Linked DNA regions of Pan troglodytes: region 2 is linked to region 1. A link is a contact called in public capture Hi-C data. All regions are on one chromosome and are shown on one strand. The core of a region is the stretch at or near the end of the contact, and the rest is flanking DNA. Distances in the headings are between cores, read along the strand shown.

Region 1 (3,415 bases), core at 468-2,967:
TAAAGCTTAAACTGTGGGATTTATTTTGGAATTTTAAAGTTCACGCTAGATTTCTCCTTCAATACCATAGATAATGAAGAGCTGGCTATAAAATTCTATGGTCACCAGCATTAGTAGCCTGTGTAAGAATCCGATCCATGCTCAACAGATCCTTCTTGGAGAAGATGCTCCACATTTCCTCCTTTCTCAGGGTGTCTCAAAGATGCTCATGGACTCACTGTAATACTATCAGAGTAGATGACTTTCCTGTATCTGGGATGAACTTGAACTGATCCAGTCAAGCCTGGGCCCTTGTGACCAAGGATGTCTAGTTAATCTGGCAGCTGTGGGGATGAAGAATGTGACGTATGGCCACAGAAGAAATCAAAACTGTCTGGCTAGACCAGAAACACACTCAACCCTTTGGCATAGGCAGGAGGTGTGCCCAGGGGCTGAGCTCATTCGCCACACAGGCTTATCCTTCATTTACAAAGGAATCACAGGTCAACCATGTTTTGGCAACTAGATCAGGAGCCCTCTTCTGCCTATTGCATCCTTGGACATAACCTGGTGGCTTTATCGATATGTAAGCAACAAATTCAAAGTCCACGTGGGCTGCGTAAAAAACTCTGAATGTATCTCTCAAGCCATTTACAGTGCGTGCAACGTGAAGGAAACTGAAATGTATGCACTTTTCCCACTGACTTTCTGTAATCAAGTCTTTTTAGAACAAAAAGTTCAACTTCCATCTGTTTTTAAGTCAGGGATGCTTGTTGGTTTGTGCCGAGACATTGATTTGATTAGTAGCATTCTGTGGAACTACAGACATGAGATGTTGAGCTCACAAACGTATGATTCATTTCGGGATTTTGAAATGAGAAATGCACCTATCAATGACACAGAAGCTGGGAGATTCTGAGAAAGCATTTCATGCATATAAATGGGACATGTGATGAAAAAATATGCTTATGGTTACAACCCCGAAGCCAGGGACCACCCCACTGTGCTTTCCACCCTCGAGAAGTGACGGCTCCAAGGGAAACCACTGGGATTAGACGATCCTGCGTTTGGACACCCATATGCTGCCTCATTTATCTACCTGTGACAGGGACAGTGCTGGAAGAGAATCAAAAGATGACAAATTGCTTCTGGTTTTAAAGGAGCTGTTCAGGCTGGGTGTACACCCAGGGGGAACCAGCTTCCGTGCCAGGAGCCATCACTTCATCCCAGTCTAAGGCCACATTTTGGCAAACATCAACCAGCAGATGACTGCTGTCTCCTTTCACCAGTGGATTCAAAGACGCTTGCTCTGAAAGCCTGAAATTCAGTCTTTCTGAAGACATGTGCAGCAGAGAGCAGATCTGCCCACACACTGCAGTGAGGCAGGACGGCGGGCAGGAAGCAAGGGTTCCAGATGACAGGGATTTTTCCCGTGTTGAGGCAGACAGATAACAGGGGAATGATTTTGCAGGGGAATGACTCCAGAGCAGAGAAAGTATAGTATCAGTAAATGACCCTAGAAAAGACTGATACAAGTGAAATAAGTGCACAAGAATTTCCAAGATGCTGGCCACTGGAATCTGCTTTTGGGGACACAGAAGCCCCCAAGATTCCAGCTTTCCTGGGGGTAGAAGGGAGGCCCACTGGGAGTTTCAAGAGGGTCCACCTGAGCAAAACCCAGCCCTCCATAAGCCCCTATACTCGCCAGCCCCTGGTCCAGCCAAGGCCATGTATCCATCCAGCTACGATCCTTGCTGCTTCTCTCCCGCCATGCGTCCTCTCTGGGAATGACTATGTAATTCATGGTTAACCCACTCAGTCCTCTGGAGGTGAGCTTTCCTCAGCCAGTCCAGCTTGTTTCTTCTCTGCCATGTGCTGAAATTCACAAGGCCAGAGAAGTGCCTTGCTGTGTTTAAGTGTATAGATGCCTGGTGTTCTCCTACACGTTGCAGTCCTATTTACTTAATTTATCCTCCTGACAACCTCTGAGACAGGTACTATTATTACCCCCATTTTGAGCTTGATGAAATTGAGGCACAGAGAGATGAGGACTGGCTGAAAGTCATACAGCCAGTGAATAGCAGAGCTAAGGTCAAGCCCAGATAGCTTGGCTCCGGGGTCTGGCTCTTTCAGAACCCCTCTGCTGCCTCTCCGATAGAAAGCTCCTTGAAACCCAGCAGCTGCAGCCCATGTGGGCACTGGCTTGCTCAGGCCTTCCTCCTTCTCCAGTCCACCCCTCTGGAGTTCGATTGGTACTCAGGGCTGGAGTGAAGAGCCTGCAGCGTGAAAAGACAGAGGCTCATCTCCAAGCCCCTTATTTGTTTCTAAATTCAGGCCAGACGTCTAAACGTTTGTTTTGTGCTTGTTTTGAACATTCCATCGTGATGCCCAAGGCCGCTTCATAGGTGATCTCTCTGTTCTCCTTAGTGAGCATCTGGCCCCCTCTCCTCAAACCTCTTGTCTCTGGGAACACTCTTCCTGCCACCAACTGATGTTCCCTGCCTAACCTCATTACACATTTCAGCTAAAAATGCCTATTTTCCATGTGGCAGTGAGGTATAATTATAGCACAAGTTACATGCCAAGGCATTTTCAAATTTATCATTTCTAATAATAACCTTGGTATATAACCACCATACCCATTCCATAGATGGGCAAACAGAGGTAGGAGGTCATAGCAAGGCTGCAAGGGACTCCCAAATTGCCAGGTCACTTGAGCCACTTGCATACAATTCTCTCTCCAGATCGCTTTCTCTCAACTTCCTATTCAACAAACTTATCTGTGGCCTAGGAATGAGAGACGTTAACAGGATCAAGTTGTATCTGTGCCTGTACTCCAGCTCTCAGAATACTAACAAGCGACTCTAAGCTTTGGTGGCAAGGTTATCAATGCTTAGCTTTCAGCCAAAACCCATCACGAGTAGGTTTACATGCATGAAACATGTACTTGGAGTTTTTGGTCTGTGCAGTTCTCTTATTACCCATTGTAACTAATCAGAATGCTGAAGGGATTTATTCCCAGCATCTGCTGAAATGACCATAACTTTTGTTCTGATAGAATCTTCTGGCCAAGAAATGAAAGGGTAGACTAGAACCTACAAGAAGACGAGTAATCTTCCTTCAGAGTCAAAATTGTAAAACTGGTTTTCAAATAGTTATTGCAGAAAGCTTGGGTCCTGAGTAAGGAAGATATAAGACAGCTAAAGGATGTATTCATTGCATGTAAATCTAGAATTAGAAACTGTAAATGTTGGAAGTTTCATAAAAGTAAATTTGCCTCCTGTACTGGGTGCATTTTTTTGCTGCTCTGTGAGCTTTTTCCCCCCTGGGGTCTCTATCCATGGAAAATGCAGTTGTGGGGAGTCAGGAATCCTGACTTCTAGTCCCAGCTCTGCCCCTATCACTTGTGTGGCCTCAGGCAAATCACTGAATTTCT
Region 2 (3,415 bases), core at 333-2,832, 240 kb after region 1:
TGGGGACACAGCCAAACCATATCAGATACCAACCAACTCCCTTGCCTTCCAGCTTCTAGTTGGCCAATGGGGAGTCCTGGAAAGAGGAGGAGAGGAGGTTCAGGCTCTCTCTTTGTGAGCTGGGTGCATCCCTTCCCTGCCTGAAGATCTCCATTCCCATAAGCAGCTCTCTGTCACTGGTGGCAGGACCTGCTTCCTCCACTGGCTTCCCTGGGCCTAGAGGTGGTAAGGGTGCTTCACTCTCACGAGCCCTGAGATATTGCACCATCTGATGAGATTTCCATATACTCTGTGAGCACCTTCTTCATAGTCCCTTTACTGACCCCTCCTAGAATGATCCTAATTCACCAGCTGCTTCCTGCTGACACCCCAATAACGTCAGTCACAATCTTAAGCATGTAGTAGGTTCCTATCCCAACCTAAGCCCTACAAGTCCATTAGATGGGTGGGGACAGCTGCATGGGTAGTTAGGATTGTGACTTCCACACCTTTACGTGCATAAATTGAGAGATGTCTGGGCCCTGGGGATGGAGTGGAGATAATTTGCAGCATCACACTTACACTTTCTTTGACATTTTAAATCTGTGCTAGAACTCTTGGGTGGTTCCAGTACATCCTGGGAAGCTCCTGCCCTCTTCTGCCCTCCTGCTCTTCCTTGTTCCTCTGCCCTAAGAGGTAGGGGGTGAAGGTTAAGAAGTGAGAATGCCTGGAGAGGGCTGTGCTGTCTCAAACCTTCCTTGTCCATTTTCTCTCTTCAGTGCATATCTGTTAATTGTATATTTGGCTTCCTGCAGTCCAGAGTCCCCTGGGGTATGGGAGGACAGTTTGCAGACTGTGTTCCATATTAGCTGGTGAAACTGCAATTCGAATATCCTAGACTGTCCAGGCAAGCCCAAACAGAGTCCTGCACTTGATAATCTTCCCTCCAGATTAGCCCTGAAGGCCAATGTGAAATCCGTAGCTGGACTAACTGCATTTATTACTGAAGATAATCTAACCAAGGCTCAAGTTCCCTCTTTGGGCTCTTCTAGCGGGAGGAACTCTCAGCCACCCTATGAACGCCAAGATGTGAGGAAGGGCAACGAAAGGGACCCCTCCTCTGCAGTTCCAGGGGCGGAGGTCTTCAGCCTAAAGCCCAGCCTCGCGTCCCAAGGCTGCATAAGGGCGGGTGCGGAGAGGGCTGAGAAGCCCTGACCTGCAGCACCCGCCACCCTCCCAGCCTTATACCTTCTCCAACTATGTCAAAGCCAAGCACACAAGCAGGTCAAAACAGAACAAAGTGACAATGGCATGGTTCTGCCACAGTCTCTGACACTTCCTCTTGAATGTTTGTTCCTTCCTTGGAGGCTGTGGGCGCGGTCTCTGCTGTGGAGTTCTTGAGAGCAGGTGGCAGAGCGGGTGAGGTCAGCGCGGCTGCTGGAGGCGGTGTGCTGTGCTCCCGCAGGGAGGAGGGCGGCGTGGAGGAGGCGGGCGCCCCCTGCTGCCCGCGCGGGCTCCTGCAGGCTCCCAGCCTTTCGTACCGTGGCCCCTGAGGCTTTCCCAGGCTGATGATGAATGAGCCCAGGGCCCGACGGAGGCATCCGAGGCACGTGACAACCCCCGCTCTGGTTGTAAATTGTCAGGCGATTCAGTGAAAGCGCTTTGCAAGCTGCTTGTGAGCAAGAGGCGGAGCAGTTTGGCTGATTCAGAATGGGCTGGACACAGTCAACTTTGCATGGGGAGAGAAACATGGTCTGATGGCTGGGAGCGAGGGCAGCTCGCTTTTGAGGCAGGGATTGCTGAATGAGGGGAGTGGCTTTCCAAGTTAGGCGTTTAGGGGAAAAATACCAACTGTCAGGGACGAATGAGAGAACAGGCCAAGCAGCCCTGGAGGGCCAAGTGAGGAGGCCTCTGTTGGAGTGCCTGAAATGTCTGGCTTCAGGACCTTGGATTCTTTAAATGATGCAATCTCCTGGCTTCTGCAGAGTTGAAATCAAGGCTTAGATCCCCAAACCATCTGTGAGCCTGGATACTTATGGATGGAAGTTAAAGTTTACAGTGACTCTAACACTGCAGAGGATCAAGTCTGGATACATCCACTTTCCTGGACAGGCCTTGAAAATGCTCGGAACCACTCTTTCTTCCCCTGTGCAGTGGGGACAAGAATACAAACCTCTCTGAGATGAGGAAATTAGAGATAGTGTTTTTAAAGTGCTTGGTATGATACAGCATGCAGTTGGTGTTTAATAAGTGGTGTCTCTTCTAAGTCCCTATGAATGAAACCATGACATTGTGCAATCGAGGCAGGAATGCTCAGACTCCAATCCTGCTGAAATACAGAGGTGATCTTTGCCAATGAGGCATCGTGGAGACTCCATTACACGCTCCAGCAAGCAAACCTGTTATCCTCAGTGGCCCATGACCATTCTTGCTGTCAGACTTTGCTCCGTATGCACTGAGCCCAGAGCCGATTTTATCTGCCATGAAAAGAGGATGTGGAACGAAGAAGGGAGCAGAGTTTGGTTGCAGAGAGAAGTGTATGCTCCAAGAACCAGATGCTAAGATGGGATTAAATGTGCAAGGCTATTATTAGGGGAGATGCCTGTGGCAGAAAATGGGGAGAGAGATGGACAAGGCTGGGCAAGTCATCAGATCATGATGCAAGGCTGATCTGAGTGAAGGAAAGAGGGAGAAAAGGTAGTTGGACATGTTCTAGGCTGCCATGCAGTTAAGGAGTGTTCAGCTAGGGCATTGGGGGTCCTGGAGCCAGTGTCAACTGACATAGGACAGGAATGAGCCTTAGTATCTTTGCCAGGACCAGTTGTTGGTACGTGGCCTCACCACAAACACAGTGATGGATTTCAGAGCCCAGCAGCTGAGGCCGATGGTCAGTTATGCTCTCATGGTTAAAGGTCTTCCAGGCACATTCTCACAACAGCCACGATATATTTTTGTAAGAAATTCTACCAAGGCAAAATATGATTAAGATAGGTAGCCAAAACAAATAAAAAAGAAAGAAAAGCCACAAATTCCTCCCTGCTTGCTCTTTATGCATGCTCCTTTGCAATGTGATTTTGCTATTAGCTCCATCAAGAGATGGGTCTCCTTGAATCTGAGCTTGACCACGTGAATTGCTTTGACCACTGGAGCATTCACAAACATGGCACAACAGAGGCTTGAAAAATGCATATGCGTTGGGACTTGCCCTCTCTTGTTACTTTTCGAACCAGAGACCTCCATGCAATGAGCCTAGACTAGCCTCCTAGAAGATGAGAACAAGAAGAAGCAGAAATCAAGCACCTTCCCACCACCAGGCATGTGAGTGAGGCCATCCTAGACTGTCCAGCCCCAGCCAAGCTGTCAGTGACCACAGAGACCAGCTAAGCCAAACTAAAACCGAAAGGACTGTGGGAAAACCTATAGTACTGTGAGAAAC

What was found. Capture Hi-C pulls out chosen DNA fragments and counts their contacts.
Region 2: a capture Hi-C map of stem cell-derived neural stem cells shows a contact between it and region 1, with 2.6 times the contacts expected there. The contact joins two enhancer-like sites. A contact is called at or near these places in 1 of 7 Hi-C or Micro-C datasets (blood) and 1 of 1 other capture datasets (stem cell-derived neural stem cells).

What each region holds. Positions count from the first base shown.
Region 1 is chr6:121,151,649-121,155,063 of NHGRI_mPanTro3-v2.0_pri, forward strand. The region is part of intron 3 of ATXN7L1 (ataxin 7 like 1); the gene reads right to left. Among named protein-coding and RNA genes, the nearest start is that of ATXN7L1, 110 kb to the right of the region's middle. Within about 2 kb of position 1,718, at least 4 of the 24 cell types and tissues checked have an H3K27ac peak or open chromatin away from gene starts, as enhancers often do. A contact at or near this core is called in stem cell-derived neural stem cells, where this site is marked.
Region 2 is chr6:121,390,504-121,393,918 of NHGRI_mPanTro3-v2.0_pri, forward strand. The region is part of intron 8 of CDHR3 (cadherin related family member 3); the gene reads left to right. Among named protein-coding and RNA genes, the nearest start is that of CDHR3, 50 kb to the left of the region's middle. Within about 2 kb of position 1,583, at least 11 of the 24 cell types and tissues checked have an H3K27ac peak or open chromatin away from gene starts, as enhancers often do. A contact at or near this core is called in stem cell-derived neural stem cells, where this site is marked.